Linked DNA regions of Mus musculus: region 2 is linked to region 1. Evidence: chromatin contacts called from public HiChIP or PLAC-seq data. All regions are on one chromosome and are shown on one strand. The core of a region is the stretch at or near the end of the contact, and the rest is flanking DNA. Distances in the headings are between cores, read along the strand shown. Region 1 holds the start of Rtl6 (retrotransposon Gag like 6). Region 2 has its middle 18 kb from the start of Gm34201.

Region 1 (6,383 bases), core at 3,713-6,212:
AAGTTAAGCTTTCATTAAAATATAGTACTTGGGCTTACAGGTCCTTGGTTTCCTTTCATGGCTTAAATGACATTTGAAAACTGTGACATCGTATGGGCTGAAGAGCCTACATGTGCCATGGGATCCTGGAGCCACAAAGATGATCTGAGCAATATGGCTGCTGTGGATGGGCTATGTGACATGGGCACCCATCACACCGTCTGCTCTAGGACTGCACCCACTCTGTACAGGACATGCTCTGGGCTAGGCATAGCTGGCAGAACCATCCGTCCCAGACAGTATAAGTACGACTTGAGGTCTAAACACTGTAACAGGGACCCTTCTACCACACCTGGGCCCCAAGGCCTAGTAGTATGTATGTTTGTGTAAATAACTTCACAACATCCCCCAAGATGCTGCTGTGTCCCAGCCATCCGCACCCCCGCCCCCGTCCTGGCCGGCAGCCTGGCAGAGCCATGTTCTGCTTGCCTGCGTGCCCCAGCTTCAGTCACACCCAAAGCAAAAACCCAGAGACACTTATAGCAGATACGACACACACCAGGTTAGTATCTTTAATTACATATGGAGCTCTTACAAACTGGTCAGGCCCGTCAGTGGGGCAAAGGACAGCGGCAGTCTGCAAAAGAGGAAATGCAGTCACTTGGTGTGAAACGACTCACGGTGAGCTAGGATCGAAAGATGCAACTAAAACATGGTGCGGCTGACCTCGCCAAGTCAGGGAGTCCTCGGGCCTGGGAGAAGACCCTCAACCAGGACACTTCCCCTCGATGGGGGCCGTGCAATGGACACTGAAACTTCTGGAAACCGTTTTGTCTGTAGGTAGTAAAAGTCTCAGAGGGCCCCATGTTCACTAATCCAATAATCCTACCTTAGAGAACGAATCCCGAGGAAGCAACTTTGGCTCCTTTCTTGGAGGAAAACCTGACACATTGTCAGTATCTGACAGTACCAGCACTGTTCCTTTGCCTGAGGGGAGGGTTCACAGTCACTCAGGGTAAGGTGGGTGGCACATGGAAACAGTGTTGTCATATGTACACAGTAGGGGTCCACAGGCAGCACCATGGCTGTATAAGAGGCAAAGAAATTCCAGGCCAGGGACAGGAAGGAAACATCAAAACATTGAATTTTACCATTTTCCTTTCCCCTCCCTGGTCCCCCAGAATTCCTGGTCTGCTGCTGTAGAGAATGGGAAGCCCTGGTCCACATGTTGATGGCACTGGGTGGGGACGCCTCTCTTTAGCTCCACTGGCTGCCACCGAGTCCAACATGAGGTCCTAGAGAGATGCCAAAGGCGAGGACCTCCCAGACACTGCAAGCTTGCCTGCCTGTCCAAGCTCCAGATCTCACTCCCTAACCCGAGCCTCATTTCACGGTGTCCTAGCAAAGCTCCTGACGGACATCTCCCAGGCAAAGGGCCACAGGATGGCCTTAGCACTCAGGCTACGCAGCCGAGCATTTGCCACCCAACACCCTGTCCCCAGTGTGTTCCAGCTAAGCCCCAGGCTTGCTCCCTAAGTCACGCTATGCCTATGCCAACTTCTCCACTGCCATTCACTCCCCTGCAAGCTGAAGCCCAGGGCATGCACATCCAGAAGTGGCTCTGTCCTCTGCAGCAACAGGCATCTATCTCAGGCCCGCCCAGATGCCCTAACACAGAGCATGCGCACCCTGTCATACAGAGCATGCGCACCCTGTCATGGATTTAGCCAGGGATAAGGAGATGGATCTTTGCTGTTTCCTCAAAGTCACTGAATGCTTTGGGACATGGAGATAATTCCAAGATCACAGTAAACATTGGGCTGGGAAGTCACCCAAATGCCAGGTCCCCCTGTCCATTAGACGCTGAGTACAGTGAAGCCCCACCTACCGGATGGGTGTCACAGAGTCTGGAGAGCGGGCACAGTACCGCCGCGACTGTCAATGTGGAGTGACACAACTCCTTCATAGACCAACTCCCCCATTCCCCTCTCCCTGTTCTCTTCTGAGCTCAAGCAACTAGAACCTTAAGATATGTACAAAGCCTCCCCCTCTTGCTCAGCTTTAGGTCCAGTTATCACAGTCTCCCTCTGGAGCTACATGGGCCTTGCACCTCATCGTCTTGGCTGGGGACAAACCACGGCCCCGACGAGAGCCACCATGGGCCCCTCAGCAACCAATCCCAAGTGTCTCTTCCAGGTCCGACGCAGAGGGCAAGCCTCAACCCTCTCTTGTGTGCTCCAGGCTCCAAGCCACAGAGAGCTATTGAGATGTCGGTCCTAAATACATGCATCAAGAAACAAAACCATTGCCAAGCCACCACCACCAGAGCAGAGGTAGGGACGGAGCCACTGAGGCAGAGTGGCCCAGGTGGGTCAGACCAGATGCAGCAGAAGGTAATGAAGCCACACCTGGAGACAGGCAGCCTGAATGGCTCTGAAGCAAAACCTAATGCAAATACAGCCAGCACCCATTGGTCCGAGGAGCCAGGGCAGGTGACCTGCCTCCCCGGTGGATGGGCCTCGACAACAACGTGGAAAGCCACAAAGAAACCTTCCAGTTGTCACCTGCCTCCACATACACCTCCTCCCTATCCCCCATTTTTTCTGGTGCAGCTGTAGCTTCACCTGGGGACCCCTCCACCGAAAGGTCATGCATGAGACTCAGCTGCTGGGGATAGGTGAGTACTCTCAGTGGAACCCCAGGAGTCTTCCACCTGCTTATAGCACCATAGTGCCAGCAGGGTGCCCTGGCTGTTCAGTGAGGCTGCTAGGCTAACAGAGTTAACAAGAAGCAGGTGGCTATGGGCCGGGAGCCCAGCGAGCAGCGAAGACTCCTGTCCTGGTCTTGCAAAGGTGGCTGTGCTGGTTAGTCAGTCACTTTTCCCAATGACGGAGAAAGTCTCTGGAAGAGGCCGGGTTCTAGGCCCCAGCCTCTGGGCTCCTGAGAGGAGAGAGATGTCTTTCCGTGGGTTCAGAGGCGGTTTTGTTGTTGTTGTTGGTTTTCTTGTGGTCAAGCCAAGACCATGCAGAGGAGGGCAGGAAAACCCAGGAGAGGTAACCCATCTCCCCAAAGGGGCCAGGTAGGTATGTAAACACAGTTCATTTGGCATTGAAATGACAGATGATGTCATGGTCCAGAGGCTTGGCTGAGTCTGATTGAGAGGTCATCCTCCTGTGAGGCTCTGCTCCTTGGGACTGGAACATGTGTCCACATGAGACCCGAAGCAGTTGGCCACTCCTCGCCAGTTCTTCAGCCTGGGGCAGCAAGAGCTGTAGGGAGTGTTCCAGGAGCTGAGTATCCGTGAGCTGAGCTCGCAGAGGTGGTCAGCCTAAATGGTTCCTGGGCAGGCACATGCCCAAGGGGCTGTGTTGTGATTGCTGGAGAAGCTGGGATTGCAAGCAACAGAAAGGGGGAGCATGCACTGAGTCGCGGGTAACGCTAACAAAACAAATACACGCCGCACAGCGGGGTGGGTGACCAATGCCGATGACAGGATGGTCTCCCGTAGACCAGAGAGGCGTGAAGGGTGCCTCAAACAGGGCAAAGCTACTGAATTGACAACTCTCAACAACGGAGTCTAGCTACCTGGGTGGACACAGACTACCAGGGTGGTGGCAAGTCCTTAAAGGTTCCGGCCACGAGAGGGCAAGGCTGGTGCGGGATTGGTCCCGTTGGAGGCTGGATGCACCGGGCAGGATCCTGTGCCAGCTGCGGCCAGTTGGCGACACAACATCTGGCGCTCCCGCTCTCGCTCCCGCACAGCCCTATTGGACGCGGATGTCTTCCGGATTTGTGCTCGCCTTGAGTGCCTCAGCGGGGACTTGTAGGTTCTGCGGAGCTCAGCCAGAAACCCCTGGTAATTGTTTCGCAAAGGGCTGTCTGGTTGCATGTGGGGGATGGCCCACTTCTCCGCCTCCCCAGTCAGACGGGATACCAGGAAGGCCACTCTCTCGGCTTCACCGGGGAAGCGGGAGGCTTGAAAAATCATGAACCTGTCCATCTGCATCAGGAACCCTGCCAACTGTCCAGGGTCTCCTGAGAAGGGTTCAGGCAGTGAGGTGGGTGGCGTGGTCATGGGTCGGGTCCCATTGGAGGTGATGGCAGAGATAGGTGGAGTAATCTGTAGAGCGCCAGGGATGCGCGCTCGGGTGCGCAGCAGAGTTAGTTCGGCCATCACACTCTCCAGCATGTTGGTGAGGTTGGCCTTCTCCGCCCTCAGTGTGGAGGCCTCGCGCCTCAGCGCGGAGTTGGTGAGGCGCAGAGAGGTCAGGGTGTCAACTACGTCATCCATCTGAGCGCTGGCACCAGGGGCAGAGGCTGGGCTTTCAGTTTTGGAGGTCCGAGGTTGGACCATGCTGGCGGCCAAAGTTAAGCCACAGGTACCTGGAGAACCAGAGCGCAAGGCCTTGGATGCTGAAGCAAGCCTGAGGACGCTGGTCCTGTCCTGGATGCAGTTCCTTTCTGCAAGCTTCGCAGGATCAAAGTGTGGGTCGCTGGCTGGACCTGCCCAGGCCCTGAAGGATGCTCGAGCTGGATAGCCCTTGTAGAATGCATAGGCTGGATCTGCCCAGGCCTTACGAGATGCGCGGACCTGCCAGACTTTGCAGGATGCACCTGCCGGAGCTCGGGCTGCGGATGCAGGCACTGACCACCGGTGCCATGCGACCACCCGCGCGTGAACAAAGGCGTCGGCACCTGGGCTGGCCCAGGCTGGGCGGCGTATGTACCTGTCGCTCCGCTGCTCCCTCCGCTGCCAAGATGGCCCGAGGGTCGAGGCCGCGCCCGGCCTGTACGTCACGGAGGCCGCCGGAACTGCTTTCCGGGCAGCGGCGGCGGGGGTGGCAATTCCTGCGGGGCTGGCTTGACCTGGTCCCGGCGCTGCGCTGCGCGGTCACCGCGCGGTCTTTGTGCAGGCGCGGCCAGCTAGACGGCCGCTGGGAACCTGGCAACTGGGCCAGGGCCTGCTGGTTGCCATAGAGACCGCTCGCTCTCGGAGCAGCGGCCGGGACCTTGCCTTCCGGAAGTGACGCACCTGCGCCTTTCTCAACAGCCTATTAGCGAGGAGCTTGGCTTCTGCCAGCTGAAATCTTGGAAAGATTAGCTTGGAAATTAGATAGTCTTGGAAAGATTATCTTCTTTACGATTCCTACCCAGGCCGCTCGCGGAGCCTCTCAGAGACAGTATCTTTTTTTTTTTTTTAAGTGAGATTGATTTTTCTTCCTGTGATTTGAACACCATTCGCATGAACTGTATGATCATGGTAGCAGATCTTGACAAGAAAACTATTTTTTTTTTTTTTTGAGGCAGTCTCCTGTAAACCAGACTGGTCTGGAAAACTCAGAAAGTAGCCAGAAATGACCTTGAACCTCTCCTGCCTCTACATTCCCCGTGGTGGATTGTGGGAATTCAATACTGGCTCTGAACCCACAATGTAGCCAAGGATGACTACGACCCTCTCATCCTTCGGTTGCCACCCCGGGTGTGCTGGGGTTACTTGCTCTGAGTGCCATAGCCCTCCGTGCACAATGTTGAAGGTTAAACCCAGGGCCTCATGCTTGCAAGCATGCCACCACTGAGCTGAATCCCCATCCTTGGAAACGTCTTTCAAAAACAAAGCAGAAACATTACAGTTCCCCTCAGTGTTCTACACGCGCGCGCGCGCGCGCGCGCGCACACACACACACACACACACACACCATCTTGTTCAATAGTCCACCATTTTCCCATTAGTATCCTAATAGGAAACATTGACTTTTGTGCCTTGTAGATGGTCATGTCTCCCTAGTCACATTGAATTTTGAGATTTTCCTAGGGGAGGTAATACAGAAGCATGTCTTTCTATTATTGCCTAGGGCTTCACCGAAAGCCTGTGCTACCTTTTACTCCTGCCTGCCCTCTTGATAGATGGCCAACTTACCTTACACGCTGAATTTTGTGAGCATAGTTTATGTGAGTCTTAGCCCCTTCCTCTGACAGTTGTTCCTCATGGTCAGTTCCATACTGGGATAAACTGGGAGAGACAATACCATCTGTGAAGCCCTCCTATGATGCAGTCTAGCGAGAGTGACTGCAGGTGGGAGACAGACCTGGGGTGGAGATGTGTTCATTCGGTCTATAGATTTTGGTCTTGGAGTGAGGGATTGTGGCTGAGGGTATCCACACTATGAGAGTGTTATAGAATCTAATGCTGTGCTCGTGAGGGGTGGCCCCTGGAAAAAAAATCACACCACACTACAGACCTGGTGTAAGGAGGTTTATCTGGGGGAACAGAGGGGAGTGAGGACATGGAGAAAGGTTAGAAGGAGAAAGACAGGAGTAGAGCCATGGGGGCAGAGAAGGGGGGCAGAGGAGGACAGAAAGGAGAGATAAGCCAGCCAGGAACACATGGGAGTAGAGAGAAATGG
Region 2 (5,898 bases), core at 2,204-4,703, 53 kb after region 1:
CCAGAGCTCGGGAGGGAGATGCAGGCAGAGCTCTGAGTTCGAGGCCAGCCTGATCTACAGAGTGAGTTCCAGGACAGCCAAGGATACACAGAGAAACCCTGCCTCTGAAAGAGAGAGAGAGAGAGAGAGAGAGAGAGAGAGAGAGAGAGGGAGAGAGGGAGAGAGAGAGAGAGAGAACACAGATCAGAGACATGGGGTGAGAAAATGGAAAGAACACAGGGAAGCTGTCAGCCCCGCCCAGTGTGTAAGAAAGGATGAACTATTGAAGGAAGATAAAATATTGTAACTTGTGAGTTGTTTAAGAGCCCACTGCCCCGGTCTGGGACTGAGAACAAAGCAGAACAAGCCCCCAGGCAGGCCAAGGCAGGGCTGTTGTTAAGGCATTCCTAAGAACATCTTGGCCATAAAGATGAAAAGGTATTCAAGGACAAATGGGGCTACATTATCTAAGCTAACACCATCTGGCCGGAATCACCCCTCAATCCGGGGACAGGCAAGGCCATCTTATCTAAAGTCCACACCATCTGGCCGGAACCTCCTTTCTTTTACCCCCTTGGCACCAAGTAAAGTCATATACATCAACTGGTTGTTATGTGAACAAAGATAAGCCCCCAGCCCACAGGAACAAAGTCCTGATGCACTGTGTTCTTTCTGTTAATGTTTGAATAAGCCAATAGTGTGTCACTATGCTGAATTCCACACCCCTAAGCCCCTTACCCCATAAAAGCCCCTGGCTTTTGAGCCTCGGGGCCGGCATCTGTTATCTCCTGTGTGGGATTCATGCCGGTCCGGAGCTCCGTAATTAAACGTCCTCATGTAATTACAGCGAGTGGGTCCTCGTGTTTCTTTGGGTGCTCTCACACTCCCGAGACTAGAGTGGGGGTCCCCGAAAGGGGGTCCTACACTATCAGCATCCCATAGCCCAGAGGCCAGGAGCAGACAGGCTGCTGCTTCTTTTTTTTTGTTGCCCCCCCCCAATTCATAAAAGCTGAATGAATTTCATGAAAGCAGACATTTTTAAAAACTTAAAATCAAGAGGGAAATTGTTTACAAGGGAAAAACAAAAAACAAAACAAAACAAAACAAAAAAAAAAAAAAACCAGTTCCCTCAGGGTCTGCCCAGCAAAAATCCACAAGGAATTTTCTCCTTGCCCCTGGGACCGCCCCTTCTGTCCCTGAGACCTCCCCCTTCTGCCCCTGGGACTTGCCCTTTTTTCCCCTGGGACCTGCCCTTTTGTCCATGCAGTGGCTTGGGGGTCCCAGGACAGGTGGCAAGGTATGGTCCTGACATTTGGGACTTCACACCAAGCTGCTGCCTCCCCCACCCTGACAGGAAGACCACATGAACTGATCCCAACATGGCTGTCCAACACCAAATAGTCCATAGCCTGTCCACCAGCAGCCTTTGACCCTGTGAACTGAGAGACTCAAACCATCCTCCCACTGCAGCCTGCTGTGTCTGTTGTCTCTCCCTGGCTCTAGCTGGTATGGAATTCTCCTCAAAGTCTCTGTCTACCCGAACACGTAGCTGTCCTTTCAAGGACTGGAAGAGTGGTGTGCCCTCCTCCTCGGCAACAGATCTCCAAACTGCTACTACAAACCTGCAAAGCCACGTGTGGGGACGACTTCAGAGCTAAGAATATCCAAGCAGGTAGGGAACAGGTGCCAAGGAAGCCCCCCCCCCATTCCCACCCACGTCACAGGCTCACCTGGCAGCAGGTAGCTGTGAGCGGGACCGTACATGTGAATGCAAAAACTCAAGCCTCGACGGAGATAAAGGAGTTTTCATTCTGGAGTCAGGTAAGAGTGACTAACGGCCCCCGGGGACACATTTGCGTTAGTGGTGCGGCAGGTGCGTGAAGTTTTTATGAACAGAACAAAGAAAGGCGTAAGCCAACACGCTTTCAAGTGAGTTGGTGGAAATATCAGGTAGGGGAGCTCCAGGTGACTGGCGACATCTCTGTTCTGAGTCTTAGATGCTCTTAGCGTTTGGATTGGTGAAAGCTTGGGGGGATCTCTTCATACATTCCAAATAATTTGCCTAATAATTACAAGACTGTTAGGCCCCATCCAGAGGTAGACCTATAAGTCTATCATTAAAGGGAGTTAAAGATAACCCAAGATAATTTGTAATTAGCCTCTGGATCGGAAACATTCTAACTGTTCTACAGTTGTTTGAAGTTCCCATCTGTCAATCAGCATATAAGGGGTGTGGCTTCCTTTTTGAGAAACTTTGCTGGAACAGGGCAGGAGCTGAGCAGTGGACTGTGACCACTGAAGGTGATGGGGAACAGAAAGGACCCAGAGAGGCCTCTCCTGGTGGCCTCAGAGACAATTGCTGATAATCTCCCGGTGTTCTCTGGAGTGGGTGGGGACAGGCCTGACACAATGCGGTTACTTTCTTATCTTCTCTATCGCTTACCACCACCAGCACCCACCCAGCCCACCCCGGAGTTCCCAGTGAACTGTGCCCCAGATTAAACAATAGTCAGCAAGCCATAAAACGGGGTGTGCTCTGGTGGAATCTGGGGACTAGGGAAACAATCTTGCCCTGTCCCTGCCCTTGAGGGTAAAGGGTTCTAGGTTCTTATCCACCCCATCCCCCACCCGTGAAAGAACTGAGCAGAGACACACAGATACAGCAGAAGCCATGGCCTCTGATTTTTCAAAAGATCCACTACCAAGGGGTGAGCCCAACCAGCAGAGTACAAAAGGCTTGGATGATAGAGGGAAGGTTTGGGGGCTCATTTGCATAGAGCGGTCCTTGCTGCACAGGCTCTCCCTCACTTGTAGTTCCACGCCCAGCTTCATGCATCCTGTGTCTCATTGGCATCTTAAGTCTCCATCCAGGGGTGAGCCACACATCACCTGTGGACACTAGAGTGACGACATCCATGACAGTAGCCAGACTTACTTGACCACATCTGTTATTTTCCCATAATGCCGACTGTTTTAAAACTTTCCAGTCCAGACCACGTTGTCTGAGCAATTTCTTCTGCTTCAGTATCACTGCTTGTAAGACCCTGTGGCCACGTCAGGCCATCTAGATACTCCAGAACAATTACCTACTTGCAGGGTCCTAATCTTATCTTCGCCTCTGTAATGTCCCTTCGACAATGCAAGATTCAAGGTGGATTGGGGAAGGTCACGTGGCTAAAGCCAGAGCTGGCAACCCTAGTAGGAAGATGAAAACATGCCAGCAGGGACTAGCTTTGACTCCTTTAATCGCCCCCCAACACCTGCAGAGGAGAACTTGGCTCTTAAGTCTCTAATCTGGAAGACAGGCTCCATGCCCCGCCCACCAGAGACAGCGCACTTAGTGGGGATCAAAGCAGCTCCTGTCTCTAGCCAGAAAGAGGAAGAAGCAGCTAAGAGCTCCCAGCCCCAGCTCAGAGCCAGCTGAGTACACGAGCTCTGTGTGTATACACCACACCCCTGCTCCAAGTGCCACCCACGTGCAGGCGCAAAGCTTGATCAGCGCCATCTCCCCACAGATGCGGGAGCGCTGACATCAGCAGGAGAGCCTTGGATGCTATCTGAGGTGACTTGTAGATCAAGTGTATTCTCGGAGCAGAGCTCATTGACACAGAAGATGTCTGTGGGGGTTGAATCCTTATAATGACGACACTCTAGGAGAGCATATGCCCACCCCACCAACTGCAGGCTGGACCCTCTAGTATCCTGTCCTTGCCTGTACCTGGACACCCGCTTCCAGTCTATACACCTGCATCTGACTAGAGAGAAGCCCCTTTCCACTGCCCTCACCAGCCAGGAAGAGCCAGCAACGTTTTACAGCTGGCCAGTCCCAAGCCTACTCTTCTCAGCACTCAATAGCTTCTTCCTGTCCCTTAGGGGACACCTGCTTTTCTGGGGTCCCTCCAACCTCGAGTGCCCGAGAAAATTATTTCCCTGATCAAATATTCATGGGTCTGTCAAGCCTGAAATAAGCCTACAAAGAAGAAAGGCAATTTGTGTCCGGCATAAATGCTTGACAGGGTGCGTGAAACCCCGCAGCTGGCTTCTGAGTCGTCCCTGGGCCCCTTCTCCTCCACCCTCTAACAGTAGACCTCTCAGGCAGATGCGCTGTGCGGTCTGGAACTCCTGCAGGACTCTGCCCTTCATCATCTGTGCAATACCGAACAAGAGGCCGGTGTTCCTTTGACACAGCCTCCCACTTCTGCAAAGTCCTGCTGTCCTGGAAGCAGTGACTCCAGACTCTGGGGACACCAGTGCAGGCCTCTCAGATGAGGCCAAGTAGTCAGGGCCACGACCCCATGAGGGGCCATCACTGTCTCACACATCGACTCCTTTATCCTTAACCTGCCTCACAAGAATGAAGCAACAGCAAGACAAGGCACTCAATGCCAGACTTCGGTTCTGCCCGCCTGGAGCTCGGATCACCCATGTGAGGACTCCCACCACCCGTGTCACTGTGAAGACTGCTTGTCTGGTACTTTGGAGACCATGAATGGTAAATTTGGAATGTTCCAGGAAAACAAAAGGCCAGTGCGGGAGAGACAAGAGAGGAGAGATGTGAGCAGAGACTCAGGAGACCATACTGGATGGGTGGGCACAGGTCCATCACTATGTTCTTACCAGAGGGAATTTGGATGTAAAAAAAAACCTAGAGAGGAGAGTCTAGGGGGGTGCAAAGCAGAAGTGGGAGGGGTGAAACTAGGAGGCCAGGGAAATGTCCCTGTTTCCAGAAAAACCTAGAGCCAGAAGGGGCAGGAAGGAACCCTCCTGTGTATTCTAGATACATAGGAATCACATTCCGATGTATACCCTGGTCTCAGACTTCTGGTCCCTAGACTGAGAAAGTCTGTTTTCAACCTCCAGCCTATGCAATCATAGCCCCCCAATTTGGTGGCACTTTGACAGCAAATGATCCAGGAAAACCCTTTCTGAGGTAGATGACGAGGCAGCCCCAGGTGAAACTTCCCTTTCCATCCCAGACCGGCTCCAGCCCTGCATGGCTCACCTATACTTAAAACGGGACATCTGAGTCACGTGATAATGAGCAATTGCTTATTGGGCTCTCAATTCTGGAGACCAGGAAGTCCCAGGTGACGGTGGAGGCTTTGGAGCGGCTTCATCCATGGCAGAAGGCAGAAGGGCAAGAGCTCTTCTGTCAGACCCAGAACTTGAGAGGTGAAGTCATCACACACTAAGGGCTTTAATCCAAGACTCAAGGCAGAGACTCAGCCCCACCTCACAGTATTGTTCCTCCATGGAATAAAGTTGCAACAGGTAAACTGTGGGGACACTGAATCCTTGGCAACTGCATCAGAGTCATCAAGTGGGGCCACCAGAGCCCCACTCCTGCCCCATCTCAGAAAGTGGGACTCCAGTTCTTGGCTCATACCTGAGCTATCCTGGATCCTCCCTTTATTTATGTCCTGAGCCCCTTGGAGCTACTTTTGGGTCTGCTTCAGAAGGCAGCCGCTTGTCACCAGCTAACAGTCCCGAGTCTGTCCCATCCTTGGTCCTGGGTGTCCTTGAAGCTCTAGATCCAGAGGGCTCCTGGCTTCACACAGAATAAAAGCCAAAGACTACATAGGGTGGAGGCTCTGTGCAGCCTGCTCCTCAGGCCCTGGATAGCTACTCAGGGCCTTGCCTCTCCCTGCCAAGAGTGGGTGATAAAGAAGCCAGAACCAGTAGCACATTGTAGACCCTAGAGGAGCCAGCCTTTCCCTGAGCAAAATGTATGTGCCATGCTGGGATTCCAATAGTAAGGGTGTCTCCACACCTGGGTAACAAGGGGCACAAAGTGGAATGGGCAGGGCCAGGAAGTCTCATCTTGGGGGTTGGAAGCAATCATAAGGCTGTGTTTCTCTGTCCTCTGCCAGGATCATCTGATGGCGCTCACATTTATCAGGCCTGCAGTTAGCAGGGTAA

Evidence for each region. HiChIP or PLAC-seq counts read pairs in DNA pulled down with a chosen protein or histone mark.
Region 2: a contact with region 1 is called in an H3K27ac HiChIP or PLAC-seq map of extraembryonic endoderm stem cells, with 3 times the contacts expected there. The contact joins the enhancer-like site here to the promoter of Rtl6 in region 1. A contact is called at or near these places in 4 of 39 promoter capture datasets (embryonic stem cells, maxillary cranial neural crest, neural stem cells and 1 more), 21 of 484 Hi-C or Micro-C datasets (CD4 single positive thymocytes, LSK cells, Sertoli cells and 16 more), 8 of 115 datasets of contacts at active chromatin or transcription factors (double positive thymocytes, embryonic forebrain, embryonic stem cells and 4 more) and 3 of 9 other capture datasets (adipose tissue, liver and pancreatic islet).

The regions. Positions count from the first base shown.
Region 1 is chr15:84,552,861-84,559,243 of GRCm38.p6, forward strand. It overlaps Rtl6 (retrotransposon Gag like 6), which reads right to left and starts at 4,963. Exons shown (of 1, transcript NM_177630.4): 1 at 538-4,963. The coding sequence starts at 4,333. The coding sequence ends at 3,602.
Region 2 is chr15:84,606,883-84,612,780 of GRCm38.p6, forward strand. No RefSeq gene overlaps it. Among named protein-coding and RNA genes, the nearest start is that of Gm34201, 18 kb to the right of the region's middle. Within about 2 kb of position 3,454, at least 41 of the 459 cell types and tissues checked have an H3K27ac peak or open chromatin away from gene starts, as enhancers often do. A contact at or near this core is called in centroblasts and extraembryonic endoderm stem cells, where this site is marked.